3 separate regions of the Mus musculus genome follow, and all the other regions are linked to region 1. A link is a contact called in public HiChIP or PLAC-seq data. All regions are on one chromosome and are shown on one strand. Each heading gives the region's core, a stretch centred on a gene start, on an enhancer-like site or on the middle of the called end of the contact. The rest is flanking DNA. Distances are from core to core; before and after follow the strand shown. Region 1 overlaps Pde4a (phosphodiesterase 4A, cAMP specific). Region 2 holds the start of Atg4d (autophagy related 4D, cysteine peptidase). Region 3 holds the start of Keap1 (kelch-like ECH-associated protein 1).

Evidence for each region. HiChIP or PLAC-seq counts read pairs in DNA pulled down with a chosen protein or histone mark.
Region 2: a contact with region 1 is called in an H3K27ac HiChIP or PLAC-seq map of embryonic stem cells, with 9 read pairs. The contact joins the promoter of Atg4d here to the enhancer-like site in region 1. A contact is called at or near these places in 1 of 39 promoter capture datasets (the 3T3-L1 cell line), 2 of 484 Hi-C or Micro-C datasets (bone marrow-derived macrophages and embryonic stem cells), 2 of 115 datasets of contacts at active chromatin or transcription factors (both in embryonic stem cells) and 3 of 9 other capture datasets (adipose tissue, liver and pancreatic islet).
Region 3: a contact with region 1 is called in an H3K27ac HiChIP or PLAC-seq map of embryonic stem cells, with 9 read pairs. The contact joins the promoter of Keap1 here to the enhancer-like site in region 1. A contact is called at or near these places in 1 of 39 promoter capture datasets (the 3T3-L1 cell line), 2 of 15 datasets of contacts at CTCF or cohesin (CD8 T cells and embryonic stem cells), 4 of 484 Hi-C or Micro-C datasets (cerebral cortex, liver, macrophages and 1 more), 5 of 115 datasets of contacts at active chromatin or transcription factors (the 230-238 cell line, the SCID.adh cell line, embryonic fibroblasts and 1 more) and 3 of 9 other capture datasets (adipose tissue, liver and pancreatic islet).

What each region holds. Positions count from the first base shown.
Region 1 is chr9:21,202,203-21,206,892 of GRCm38.p6, reverse strand. It overlaps Pde4a (phosphodiesterase 4A, cAMP specific), which reads right to left. Exons shown (of 15, transcript NM_183408.3): 9 at 3,597-3,695; 10 at 3,341-3,505; 11 at 2,470-2,569; 12 at 1,769-1,923; 13 at 1,480-1,602; 14 at 566-748. Among named protein-coding and RNA genes, the nearest start is that of Keap1, 35 kb to the left of the region's middle. Within about 2 kb of position 2,217, at least 73 of the 459 cell types and tissues checked have an H3K27ac peak or open chromatin away from gene starts, as enhancers often do. A contact at or near this core is called in the 230-238 cell line, cerebral cortex and embryonic stem cells, where this site is marked.
Region 2 is chr9:21,262,679-21,267,368 of GRCm38.p6, reverse strand. Atg4d (autophagy related 4D, cysteine peptidase) reads right to left here and starts at 2,084. Exons shown (of 10, transcript NM_153583.10): 1 at 1,652-2,084; 2 at 547-630; 3 at 289-462. The coding sequence starts at 1,886.
Region 3 is chr9:21,237,039-21,241,728 of GRCm38.p6, reverse strand. It overlaps Keap1 (kelch-like ECH-associated protein 1), which reads left to right and starts at 2,397. Exons shown (of 5, transcript NM_016679.4): 1 at 2,397-4,658. The coding sequence starts at 4,020.

The sequences.
Region 1 (4,690 bases), core at 968-3,467:
TGCCACAGTCTGAGAATCCCAGGTATGGACCCGGCCAGTCTTAAATAAAGCTTGCTTCAAATTTGGCTCAAAAATTGTGGCCTTATTTTTGCCCAGTAAGATTAACAATACAACTTATTAAAAAGATAAAGGGGAACTGGGGCTGTAGTTCAGTTAGCAGAGCGTGCTTGCCTAGCATGCAGGAGGCTTTGGGCTTTACTCCCAGCACTGTATAAACCTGTGTGGTGGGGCAGCCCGGGATCCAGTGCTAGAGAGGTAGGGCAGTAAGATCAGAGATTCAAATTTATCCTTGGCTATAGTGAGTTCAAGGTCCAGATGTAAAACAGAAAACTAAAACCACCCCCCTCCCAACACACAAAACATTGTTTTTAAAATGCCTGGTTTGCAGCAGACTGATGCCATGATAGGTGGACTAGCCAGAGATCTGTGAACATAACTTTGCAAAATGGGAGTGACCTGCCTCCGATGAGCCCACTACCAAAGAGTCAGACACTGATTTTGTCGTCCTGGAGAGGTGGGCCAAGCTACTCCTGTAAGCTGTCCCGAGGCCCTGTACCCGCCGTACCTGAGACTTCTCCACAGAGGCTGTGTGCTTGTCACACATGGGGCTAATCTCCATTCCGCGTTCCCGTTCTCGGTCACCCTGCTGGAAGAACTCAGCCATGATGCGATCAGTCCATTGTCGGTACAGCTCCAGGGGCTTGGTGGGATTGCTGAGGTCTGCACAGTGCACCATGTTCCTGAGGACCTGGTGAATACAGGGAGGGGCCTTCAGAGGCCAGGCAGAATCCCAGTCTGTGGGCCTCTGGCTGTCTTCTCTCTCTGTCTCCCTGTCTTTTTTATGAGACAGGGTCCCCTGTAGCTTAGGTTGGCCTTGAACTTGCTATGTAGCTGCGGATGACCTCAAACTCTGATCCTGCCCCCATCTTCTAAGTGCTGGGGACACAGGGATGCAACAGCACACTCAGATTTAGTTTCTAGTGGCTTTATTTGACTTTTTAAAAGGGGTTTCCAAATAGAGTCCCAGCTGGTTTTGGACTTGTGGCCATCCTCCAGTCTCTACTTTTGGAATGCTGGGATTAAGGGTGCTCACTAGGCCTAAGGTTTTCTTAACTCCATGTGCTTGTATGCCTGAATGTGTATGTGTGTGTGTGTGTGTGTATGTGCGCGCGCGCTAATGCACAAATGCATGTGTGTGTATGCGTGTCTGTGTATGTGTGTGCTGGGCAGGTGAATTGGAGTGAAGGAGAAAGCTGAGGCAAGAAGTGTGAGGGAAATGGAGAGAGGTGAGAGACAGCTGGGGCAAGATGGGTGTGTGGTGAGAGAAGCTGAGTGGGGTACGTCAGGGGAGAGGGTTGGAGAGAGACGGAAGAGGTTGAGAAAGAGACATATGGGAATTGACAGAGGAAGGAGGGGCATGTGTTGGAAAGGGAAGATGGGAGAGGCAATCACGAACGAGGAAGAGGGCATCTGGGGCACCTGGATACGGTCAGAGTAGTTGTCCAGCAAGAGAACTCCAGAGCTGGTCACTTTCTTCGTCTCTACCATAGTCTTCAGGTCAGCCAGAAGGGTCATGTGCTTGGACATGTCTGTGGCCAGCACCTAAAAGCAAGATATGTCAAGTCAGGGAAGAAAGCTTGCCCACCCTCCCCCTGACATCCACTCTGTTACCTACCCTGGCCCTAGATTTATTTTCCTTTGCCAAACTGCAGGGTTCTTAAGGCCCGCCCCGCCACCAAGCCCCACCCACAGCGCTGGCCCCGCCCACCATGTCGATGACCATCTTGCGCAGGCTCTGCCGCTGGCGCTTGCTGAGGTTCTGGAAGATGTCGCAGTTCTCTTCTTGCAGCAGCTTGAATCCCACAGCCAGGTGGTGGTTCTCAAGCACAGACTCATCGTTGTACATCAATGCCAGCTCCGAATCTGCAGAGTACCACGTGGTACCACCTGGGTACCAAGCCCCGCCCCGTGCGCGCCCAGTCTCCAGTTGGCTTCATTTTCAGACTGACTAGTCCCAGCCCCCTCCTCTGCCACATCGGTGCTTCACCAAATAAACCAAGCATCAGGCGCCTAGACTGTTCCTGCTCCAATCCTCCTCTGGCCGTCCTCACCCTTAGCCTAGCGGGCCCATCCCATCCTCACAAGCCCCGCCCCCACCTGGCTGGCTCCACCCCTAGCTCAGTTGGTTTAATTTCACGCCCCATAAACCAGGTTCACAGGCAGGTTGTTTCCCATCAATATATTAAGCCCCAAAGCTAGCCTTGCCAGCTCCTCCCCTAGCCCAGGTGGTCTAATCTCTACAACACAGGCTCCACCTTCATCCTGACCAGCCCCGGTTCCAGCTAGACCACCTCCATACTTTCATCCCAACGTGAGGGGCTATTCCCACCTCCATTCAACCAGATGTTGCTTCTAGGCCAAATGGCCACGCCCTGAGCCTAACTGTCTCCGCCCTGAAAAGCCACTCACTGGTGTTGATTAGGAACTGGTTGGAGACGCCAGGGTGGTCCACGTCATGGATGGCAGCAGCGAAGAGAGCAGCAAGAATCTCCAGGTCTGTGAACACGGCCTGGGGGCAGGGAGAAGAAGTGAGAGAGAGGCAGAGTCTGACACAGAGGGGACACACAAAAGGGACAGCCCAGACAGAGATGAGGAAGATGGGACTCCAGAAAGAAGAGGAAGAGAAAGATAGATGTAGTGTCTGGGCAGATGATCGCTGAACCAGTAAAGTGCTGGCTACGCAAGCATGACGACCTGAGCTTCAAACCCACACCCCACATTAAAAAGCCAGGCCTGTGGGCTGATCTTGCAATTTCAGCTTTGAGAGAGGGCTGCGTCCCTGGGGCCCCTGGCCAATCTCCCCTACTCAGTGGTTGACCCTGTTTCAAAAATGAAGGTGTTAATCTCAGCATTCAGGAGGCAGAGGCAGGCGGATCTCTATGAGAGCTGTACACCAGCCTGGTCTGGGGATGTGTGGCAACAAGTGACATCCTGACTTGGAACAAGGTAAAGGGACGGTAAGACACAAAGGAGTGTTCTCCGACCTCCACACATGCCCCGTGTGCCCCCTTACACACACACACACACACACACACAGGCCAGTAAAACAAAACAGACACTAGCAAGACTGCTCACTGGGTAAAAGAACTTGCTACTCAGGTAAACATGACTGAGTCTGGTTCCTGGATTTACATAGTAAAAAGGCAGAAAACTCCGTTCCAAAAGTTGTTCTCTGACCTCCACACATAGGCAACAGCACCCCCCAAAAACAAGAGAAGATAGGATTAGAGAAATGGGCTAGAGGAGATGAAGGGACAGACAGGAGGAGGCGGGCACTCACATCCAGTGCAGGCGTGGCCAGCAGCACATGTGTGGACTGTAGCACATCGGCTGCGTGCAGGCTGTTGTGGTAGGCCACGTCAGCGTGGTAGTGGTCCTCCAGCGTCAGCATGTATGTCATCATGGTGTCCACGGGGATGTGGAATTTCTTCAGTAAGTCCCGCTCCTGGGAGCCAGAGCAGAGCAGTGACTCCTGCTGACCCCCAATGCCCCGTCCCAGCCCCTTGGATCCCAGCCAGCTCCCTGTTCGACATCACCTGGAATATCGTATACATGATACAGCTGAGTGAACGGCCTCCAGCGTACTCCGACACACAAAAGATGTTCAGGCCCCATTTGCTCAAGTTCTCCAGTTCCTGGCAGTGACAGGGTAAGAAGTCAGGAGCTTGCATGGTTCAGGGACAGGAAAGCTACTTCCTAGGACTCTGAGCCTCATTACTGTTCACAAATTGCATAAAGTTCAAATGCATGGACATTTTTTTTTTTTTTGAGACAGGGTTTCTCTATGTAGCCCTGTCTTTGTAGACCAGGCTGGCCTGGAACCCAGAAATCCGCCTGCCTCTGCCTCGAAAGTGCTGGGATTAAAGACGTGTGCCACCACCACCTGGCTTGCCTTAAACTTAAAAAAAAAAAAAAAAAAAACCAAAAAACCCAACATATATTTATTTTATGTATATGAGTGCTCTATTTTCATGTATGCCTGCATTACAGAAGAGGGTATCAGGTCCATTGCAGATGGTCACAAGCCACCATGTAGTTGCTGGGAATTGAACTGGAAGAGTAGCCAGTGCTCTTAACCACTGAGCCATCTCTCCAGCACCACCCCTCCCACCACTGGGTTTCTTTTTGTAGTCCTGGCTGTCCTGGAAGTCAGCCATCTGTCTGTCTCTGCCTCCCTAGTGCTGAGATTAAAAGCATGGGCCAGATACATGGACTTTAAGACAGACTATATCTTTGTATGTGTGTGTGCCTGTGTGCAGGTATGCATATCCACAGAGATCAGAGGTCACCTTAAGATGTCTTCCTCAATCATTCTTCTTTGTAAAATTCTTTAAAAAAAAAAAAAGAACAAAAACAGTCGGGCATGGTGGTGCACGCCTTTAATCCCAGCACTTGGGAGGCAGAGGCAGGCAAATTTCTGAGTTCGAGGCCAGCCTGGTCTACAGAGTGAGTTCCAGGACAGCCAGGGCTATACAGAGAAACCCTGCCTCAAAAAAAAAAAAAAAAAAAAAAAAAGAAAGAAAGAAAGAAAGAAAGAAAAGAAAGAAAAAACCATTTATGTGTATGCGTATCTCTGTGTTTTACTTGTGTACAGGGCCAGAAGGTGTGCTCCATCCCTGGAGCTAAAATT
Region 2 (4,690 bases), core at 835-3,334, 61 kb before region 1:
ACCACTTAAGATCTTGTTTTCCTGACATATACATATATATGTACACATACATACATATATGTCAAAAATATACACACACTACACACACACACACACACACACTCACACACTTATCTCTAACTGGCCTGAAACTCACTATGTATCCCAGACTGGGTACTATATCTCAAAATCCTGCTTCAACCTCCCAAGTTCTGGAATTCCACTGCACTGTTCAACTCACAGTCTGCAGCAGTTTTAAAGGGCTGAGCCAGAAGCCAGGCACTTGCAGCCTGCATATACACAACTCACCTCTAGGCAGAAAATGCAGGAGCAGGCCCTGGGCCAGCATCATCTGACCACTTCGTAACATACATCCCCAGCCACAGTCTGAGGTCAGGCTGCCTCCAGCAAGGGGTGGGAAGTCCCGGCGATATGTGAGCCATAGTCGAGATACAAAGTCCCTTTGAAACCGCTGGATGTCACCTATGAGAACCAACTGGTCAGCCTGGCAATCAAGGAGAACCCTAGGAGACTTCCCCTACCCTGGTTCCAGATTTGACACCTCACCCTCTCCCTCGAAATGGTAGCATCGCCCGCAGAGGTGAACAGTGGAGATCTTGCTGAAGCTGGTCCGGCTTTTAACTGCCCAACCTGGGGAAACATGGAGTAGCTCGCAGCAATTTAAAGCACTCAAGTATCAGCAATGGGTCTTCCATTCCCCAGTGTTGAACTGGGCCTGATCCTAGCTGAGATGTCAGGGCGGCGGCTCTGCAAAATCCATGCCACACCACATCTGTCTGGAACACAGGTGGGACTTAGTCACATCTTCATAAGGACCCACTATCAACCCAGGGCCGTTCTATTCTGACTGTTGGGTTTTGCTGTAAATCTATAAAGCACATTTTTATTTTGTGTATGTGAGCTTGTGTATATATGTGGACAAGCAAGCACCACAGTTTGGGTCTGGAGTATAGAACATTGACAGGAGTGGGGGCTCTCCTTCCACCATTGGGGTCCAGGCTGGAGCTGAGGTCCTTAAGCTTGGTGACAAATGCCTTTAACTACTGCGGCATCTCACTAGCCTTTTTCCAATTTTTTTTTAAAATATCCACTGGTGTTTTGCCTGCATGTATACCTGTGTGAGGGTGTTAGATCCCATGAAACTGGAGTTACAGACAATTGTGAATTGCCATGTGGGTGCTGGTAATTGTTCCTCTGGAGGAACAGCCAAGGCTGCTGAGCAGTCTCTCCAGCCCCCTGTTTTCCGATTTTTTGAGACCCAGTCTCATGAGGAGCTCAAGTCAGCCTGGAACTTATTATATAGTCCAGGATAGCCTAGAACTCTTGGTAAACCTCCTGCCTCAGCATCCCAAGTGCTGGGATTACAGGTGTGAACCAACATCTATTAACTCTGTTCATACTATTGCACCTATGTTACAGAGGGCAGTAAACAGACCGCAGGAAAGCAAGGTATTTGGCCAAGGTCAAACAGGTGCAATGGGCGGAGCTTGAAAACCTTTCCCATTTAACCTGCCCCACGTCCAGGACTGGGAAGGGCGGAGGACCTGCTTGTGACTCCTCCTGGATGGGCTCATCCACAGGACAGGGTAAAGGTTTGGTTTCTTTTGCTCTGACCCCTCTGACACCCTTGACCAGTGCACCCCCTCCTCACCATACTTGACGTTGTTCCAGGCTGTCAGGAACTTGGCTTTGAACTTGTCCACCTCGTCGGGCTCGGCGGGGTCTGTCCCAGATGAACCGAGAGCTGCCACTCCGGACCCCGAAGGTCCCAGGTTGCTAGGATCCGGGATACGGGTTTGTCCCCTCGGCCGGCGACAATCGGCCCGGCGCGCGTCCTCCGAGCTCCCGCTGCGGTACTGCGCCGCAGCCGGCGACACGGAGTTCATGGACCCGCCGGAGAGGAAGGACGCAGGTGTCCCCGAGGTCCGGGGAACTGCGAACGCTCGGGAGCAGCCCCGCGGCCAGCACAGTGTTACTCTATACTCAGAGCCGGGCTCCCGGGTCCGGCTCTGGCCGCAGCGGATACCCGGGCTCCCACAGCCAGCGCCATCTTGGTGGCCCAGAGCACCCGGATACGGTGGGCTTGGCTAGCGAGCAAGCCACGCCCCTGTACAGTCCGCCTCCCTTGGACTCACCACACCCTCCTAATCTCACCGCGCAGGCGCAAGCGCGTCCCTGGGGGCCCTTATCTCAGACCAATGGGTCAGAGCCGGAGAAGCCACGCCCATTTACAGCCCTTTCTCAAGCCTTGCACACCCTTGTTCTGAATGACATCTCAAGCTGCGGACGCCGGACCTTCTCTCGCTCAAAAGTGCAGATTTCCCCGCCCTGCCACTCAAATTCCACTGCATTGAAGGTCCCATGTTCTGGGTGCGATACATGGGGCTTGTCGTGCCTGTGGAGATCTCGTAAGAGCCAACTCAGGTTCCTAGACAGCCAGCACCTTTATCGCATCTTTATCCGCTGAGCCATCTGAAGGGCCTTTCCAATGTTTTGAGACAAGCTCTCACTTAGACCTGACTCTCCTAAGGAGAATACATTCCGACTATTCAAGTCCTGCTTAGGCACACGAGCTCCGTTCACGCCCAGAACACATGCCCCGACCTGCAGTGAAATTGGAGAGCCCAGGCAGAGAACCCACCCTGGAGCTCAGGCTGGCCTCCAACTCATGGCTGCCCGCCTGCGTCAGCTTCTTTAGTGCTGGGGTACTCAAAGACTGAGCACACTGGCGATGGAGCTGAGTTGGTAGAGGGCCTAGCACACGTGAGGCCCTGTGTTCTATTCCCTGAAACCCAGAAACTGAGTGTAGTGGTGCATGAAACCCAAGTCTCTGAGGCAAAGGCAGGGGCACAGGCCCCTCCTCTGTTGTGCAAGGCGTTTGAAACCAGCCTGAGCTTCATGAGAACGAAAGAGACTGTGAACACAACAGAGTTTATCAACCCAGAACAGATGTCACCCTGGGGATGTGACTATCCCTGACCCATTGGTGCCCCATTGGTCATGATTCTCAGTGCCTCAGTTTTCTCCTGAGCAAAATTTGAGGGAGTTATCTGTAAGACTATAAAAGGAAAACGAGGGCTGGTGAGATGGCTCAGTGGGTAAGAGCACCCAACTGCTCTTCCGAAGGTCCAGAGTTCAAATCCCAGCAACCACATGGTGGCTCACAACCATCCGTAACGAGATCTGACTCCCTCTTCTGGAGTGTCTGAAGACAGCTATAATGTACTTCCATATAATAAGTAAATAAATTAAAAAAAAAAAAAAGGAAAACGATTTTGGCATTTTTTTTAGTGAATCTTTTTTATTTATTTATTTATTTTATTTTTATGAGAACGCTGTCGCTGTCTTCAGACACACCAGAAGAGGGCATCAGAATCCATTACAAATGGTTTTGAGCCACCATGTGGTTGCTGGGGATTGACCTCAGGACCTCTGAAAAAGCAGCCAGTGCCCTTAACTGCTGAGCCATCTCTCCGGCCCCAATTTTGGTATTTTGAGACCCTATCTTATGTAGCCCAGGCTGAGCTTGAACTTACAAGCTATGTGCCTGAGGATGGCCTTGAATTTGCCTATTATTTATTTATTACACTTATTTATCTGTGTGTGTATGTGCACGTGTGTGTGTGTGTACGCGAGTGCACACACGTGCGTGGGTGTGTGTGTGCATGTGTGTACACATCCTTGCCACAGCACTTATGTGGCACTCAGAGGGCAACTTTTGGAAGTCACCTTCTACCACATGAGTCCTAGGGACTGAACTCGGGTCGTCCGGCTGGCAGCAAGCACCTTTACCTGCTACTCTGTCCTAAATTTATGATCCTTCTCTCTCCGCCTCCAGAGTGCTGGGATTACAGGCATACAAGGTTCTCCTGCATCGCCCCAACTGAATCTTCATACAACTGATGCATATCCAAGGAAAGATTCCAACCCAAAGAGAAAGAAGGGGGGCCGTATCAGAAAGTAGGATGTCTTTTTATATAAAATAGGAAAGGCTGCAACCTCATTTGTAGTTGGATAGGCTTGGAGGGAGGGGAAATCAGCAGGGGCGGGGAGTATAGAGGAGGGTAGATTGGTAAGGCTTTGTTGTAGCACTCATGGGGCATGTTCAGTCCCCGCACTGCAAAAGAGAAAAAGAAAGGCCAAAGGCATCTTTGATGGAGTAGTGAGTACTTCAGTGCCCTGACTATATAGACCTTTCCCTGAAATGAAATCATATCAGATTGCCACCTAAGATACTTGAAATAAGGCTGGAGCTGGGGCTTAGTTGGTAGAGTGCCTACCTGGCATGCACAAAGTGTGGGCTCAGTCCCCAGCAGCACATAAACCGTGTGTATCAGGCACTTGGGGGTGGAGGCAGTTCACCCTGGGCTACACACATAGCAAGTTTGAGGCCATCAGATCCGATCTCAAGGGAAAAAAAAAAAAAAACCAGGGGTGGGGTGACCATGCTGGGCAGTCATACCTCACACCGTTAGTCCCAGCACTAGGCAGGCTGAGGCAGGCAGGTCTCTGAGATCAAGGCCAGCCTGGTCTACAGAGTGATTTCCAGCACAGCCAGGGCTGTCTTGAAAAAAAAATCAAAGAGGGAGAAAGAGACAAAACAGAGAGAGAGAGAAGGAGAGAGAGAGAGAGAGAGAGAGAGAGAGAGAGAGAGAATTTGATCCCAGCATTAAGTAGAGGCAGGATGGAT
Region 3 (4,690 bases), core at 1,148-3,647, 35 kb before region 1:
ATGAAGAAACTAACAGATTTCCCTTGCCCCAGGGTCTTAGTACGGCTTTACCCTTGGGACCCCCATGCAGGAGGGGCTTGCCTGGTATTCGCTGCTCTTAGTCTAAGATTCCCTTGAAGTCTCTGGGTGTGGGCGCCACCTTGCAGTAGCTCTGAGAATTGCCTGGGTTCTGCTTTTAGCCGCTGGTTAAGGAACAGCGCGTCCCTTGAGGTAATTCTGGGAACTGCAAGCAGAGTGAAAGCAGGTGGTGAAGGGGATGCGCTCAGGTTGGGATTGCGGGCCAACTTGCATAAAATGAATTTTTTCCCCAGAAGTTCGCGAAAAGCTAGCAGGGGTGAGGGGTGGGGATACAGTCCGGCTGGCTCCCAGAGACCCTCCCTCAGATCTCATATCTTTCCTGGTGTGTTGGCTTGGTGGTTTAACAGTAGGGAACTTAGAGATTCTGATATTAAATTTAAAAAGTACTCAGTTCCCTATTTAAATACCAAATTTAAAAAGCACTGTTGGGATTTGTAGAGACCTTCCAGACATATTCTGTGGGAAAATGACCTGAGATGGGTTTTTTGGTTGTTGTTTTTTGCCATTTTGATTTTGGAAGAGGGTCTCACTATGTAAGGCAGGCTGTACCACTTTGTAGCCAAGGACGTCCTTCACTTTTCTGATCCTTCTCCTCCAGCTTCCTGGGTGCTGGCATTACAAGTGTGTCCCAATTTCAGCTGTCCTGCATTTTTGTTGTTGTTTTGTTTAAATTATTAAGTTAATAGAACAAAGTAAGGTTTTACCATGCAGTCCAGGCTGGCCTGGAACTTGCTATGAGCCCTGGCTTGTCTCAAATTCACAGAGATCCACCTGTCTCTGCTTCTTCTAAAATTAAGGGTATACGACACCATGCCTGGCTTTCCTTGCCTCCCTGACCCCAGACAGAGTCTCACTGTGTAGTCTGGGCTGTTCTCAAACATTCAACCCTCTGCTTCAGACTCCCGTGGTAAATTTCTTTTGAAACTATCCTTTTCTTTGATATTTATTCATTTGTTTTCTGATATAAGGTCTTGCTAGGTCGAGCAGGCTTACTGTGAACTGGAGGTAATCCTCCTGCTTCAGTGCCCTGGTGGCTGGGATTACAGATGTGTCCCCTCAATATTCTTATTTTTAGATTTATTTCCTTTTATGTACACGAGTACTTTGCTTGCCTGTATGTCTGCGCACCACCTACCTGCATGGTGCCCACAGAGGTCAGAAGACAGCATGGGGTCCCCTTGAACTGGAGCTATGGATGGCTGTGAGGCATCGTGGCAGTGGACTCCAGGTCCTCTGCAAAAGCAACACGTGTTCTAAACCACCTTTCCTGGTTTTCCGAGACAGGGTTTCTCTGTGTAGCCTGGCTGTCCTGGAACTCACTGGGTAGACCAGGCTGGCCTCTGCCTCCCAAGTGCTGGGATTAAAGGCGTGCGCCACCACGCCTGGCTTAACTTTATGTTTCAAAGTTAATTTATGTGTGTATGTGGAGGTTATCGGACAACAACCTGAAGGAGGAAGCTTTCTACTACTATGTGAGTACCAGAGGTGGAACTTAGGTGGCCAGAATTGGCCAGACGCTCCTTTACCCACTGAGCCATCTTGATAGTTCAAGAAAATAACTTTCTCTCATAAATGCCATATGCAGCAAATAAGTATCTCTTACCATTAAAAATATATAAAGATGTTACGAGAAATACAAAGAGGCAGCTCTGGGCATTCCAACACTCCAACACCCTCAGATGAATGCCATACCTCTCCTCATGAAAACATGAACACACAGAGAGGAGAGTGTGTCTCTGGAGCACTCGAGCTGCACTTTGCAGGCTCCACATAGGGGAAGAGAATCAGTTTCTGCCAGCCGTCCCCGACCTCAACACAAGCACACACACAAATTAATGTACACAAAGCCCAGAGTGATATCCCAGCCTTTAACCACAGCACACGAAGGAGGCAGAGGCAGAGGCAGGAAGGTTTCTGTGTGTTCAAGGCCAGCCAGGGCTATGTAATGAGGCCTGTCTCAAAAAGAAGTTATAAGGCTGGAGTGATGGCTCAGCAGTTAAGAGTACTTGCTGCTCCTGCAGTGGTCCAGGGTTCAATTCCCCCATTTGCATGGTAGCTAACAACCACCTGTAACTTTAGGGGACACTGCACAGCCCACGTTGCACAGACATACATATACAGGCAAAACACCCACACGCACAAAGTAAAATACAAATTGAAATAAAAACATTAAAAAGTTATTTTACAAGAAGATAAATATCGCAACCAGGTAGATGGGTCTAGTTGGACCGTGCAGGCTGTGGGAGGGTCCGCCGGTGCAGGTTCAGCTGGAGGCGTACCGGACAGCCTAACCCGGAGGCAGCCTCCTAGGGCCGCCCAGACCCACGCCCTGCTCCCTCCGCCCGGCACCTGCAGGAAGGGCTGGAACTGCCTCTGCGTACCCGCCGCCCGTTTCCGCCCTCCCGCTCCTCCCACGCGTGCCGCCCGGGACCCCGCAGCACCGCTGCCCCGATCCGAGCCCTCCACCCCCACTCCGGTCCCCCTCCTCTCTTCCCGGAAGCGCGGCGCGTGGCGGCCCGGCGGCGCGGATTGGACGCGTGGCACCTACAGAGACACCCGGGGGGGTGGGACGGAGGTGAGCGAGCGCCCGCGGAGGATGCGGTGGGGAGCCAGCTCCGGGAGCTGCCCGCGGTCGCGCGTGGGGCCGTGCACGCGGTGGGGGGAAGCGCGTGCCCTTCTCCAAGCGCGCACCCCGCCGCCGAGCCCGTGAGCCCTCGTAGGGTGGTGGCCGCGGCGAGTAGAGGTAGGGGTCGCCCGCGGCCGGCGCCCCGGGACTCTTATTGTGACAGGGTGGCGCGCTGTGCTTAGTCACCGTGACCCGCGCGGCGGAGGCGGAGGCAGAGCGCGGCCATGGCGGGGTGAGTGAGCCGCTCCAGGCCGCGGCCCGGGACCAGGCCCTGCGGGCTCTCCCGGCGTCAGGGCTGCGCCTCCGAGCGGTGGGGAGGCCGCTGGAGCAGGCGCCGGGTACCGGGCGGCCGCTGCACAGCCCCCTGCGCAATGCCAGGCCCGAGCTCCGGCAGTGTGGTCACGCGTGACAGTCGCTCACTAGCTGGGGCCCCTGGAGCATTTCATCCCCCCCCTCCCCACGGTGATCTAATAGACAAAACACGCGGAGTCGCGACTCCAGGCTGAGCCCAGAACCTGGGGAGCCAGACGCAGACCCTCTCTTGTCTCCCCACATCTTCTTTGAAAGCATAATTCCTCCCCTGGCCCCAGGTCTCCAAGGGTCTCCTGAATCCCTCCCCGTGGGTGTTCCAGATGCTGCACACTCTCTTGCCCCAGGAGCTTGGTGTTCGCTTAGTGTTTCCTATACAGACCTTGCTTTATTTTTAGGCCTTTTCTGTCTTCTCGCTGTGTCTCTGGAGCTCAGAGCAGTCCCAAATACATAAATGGCAGGCTCTGTAAATGTTGGTGTGGTGTTGAAAGGAATCTGACATGTTGGACGAAGGCAAGGGGAGGGAAGGATGGCTGGAACAGTGAAGAGGTTGGAAAGCGGGTGTGGAGTTTTACAGGCCATTGACGATTTGGGGTTTCCATTCTTGGGCTCGGTGAAAGGTGTTGGGTGATTCTGAGCAGGAAAAGGAACATGATATGCCCTGAAGGCCCGCGAGTTGAGAAGTTAGTTTGAATGGAGCCGGCTGTGTCCAGTTTACTTGGCTTGGCAAAATCTGCACTTAGATATCATTGCTTAGTCTTGCAAAAAAAGAAGCCTGGCTGGACATGGTGGCACATACTGTAATCCCAGCACTCGGGAGGAGCCAGCTTTGGTTGCATAGTGAGTTGGAAGCCAGCCTAGGCTATGTAAGACCCTGTCTCAAATAAAATAAAATAAAGTGGCAGGGTCTGGTCTAACCCAGCCTCTGTTCCCAGCGCTGTGCTCTTCCCTCCCTCCAGGCCCCTAACGGCTAGCAGAGGAACTGTGTCTTGTCATCAGGAACCCCATGCAGCCCGAACCCAAGCTTAGCGGGGCTCCCCGCAGCAGCCAGTTCCTGCCCCTGTGGTCAAAGTGCCCCGAGGGGGCCGGGGACGCAGTGATGTATGCCTCCACGGAGTGCAAGGCAGAGGTGACGCCCTCGCAGGACGGTAACCGAACCTTCAGCTACACACTAGAGGATCACACCAAGCAGGCTTTTGGCGTCATGAACGAGCTTCGCCTGAGCCAGCAACTCTGTGACGTGACCCTGCAGGTCAAATATGAGGACATCCCAGCTGCCCAATTCATGGCTCACAAAGTGGTGCTGGCCTCCTCCAGCCCAGTCTTTAAAGCCATGTTCACCAACGGGCTTCGGGAGCAGGGCATGGAGGTGGTGTCCATCGAAGGCATCCACCCTAAGGTCATGGAAAGGCTTATTGAGTTCGCCTACACGGCCTCCATCTCCGTGGGCGAGAAGTGTGTCCTGCACGTGATGAACGGGGCGGTCATGTACCAGATTGACAGCGTGGTTCGAGCCTGCAGCGACTTCCTCGTGCAGCAGCTGGACCCCAGCAACGCCATTGGCATCGCCAACTTCGCGGAGCAGATCGGCTGCACTGAACTGCACCAGCGTGCCCGGGAGTATATCTACATGCACTTCGGGGAGGTGAGTGAAGCCGGGCTTTGGGCTCAGAAGTG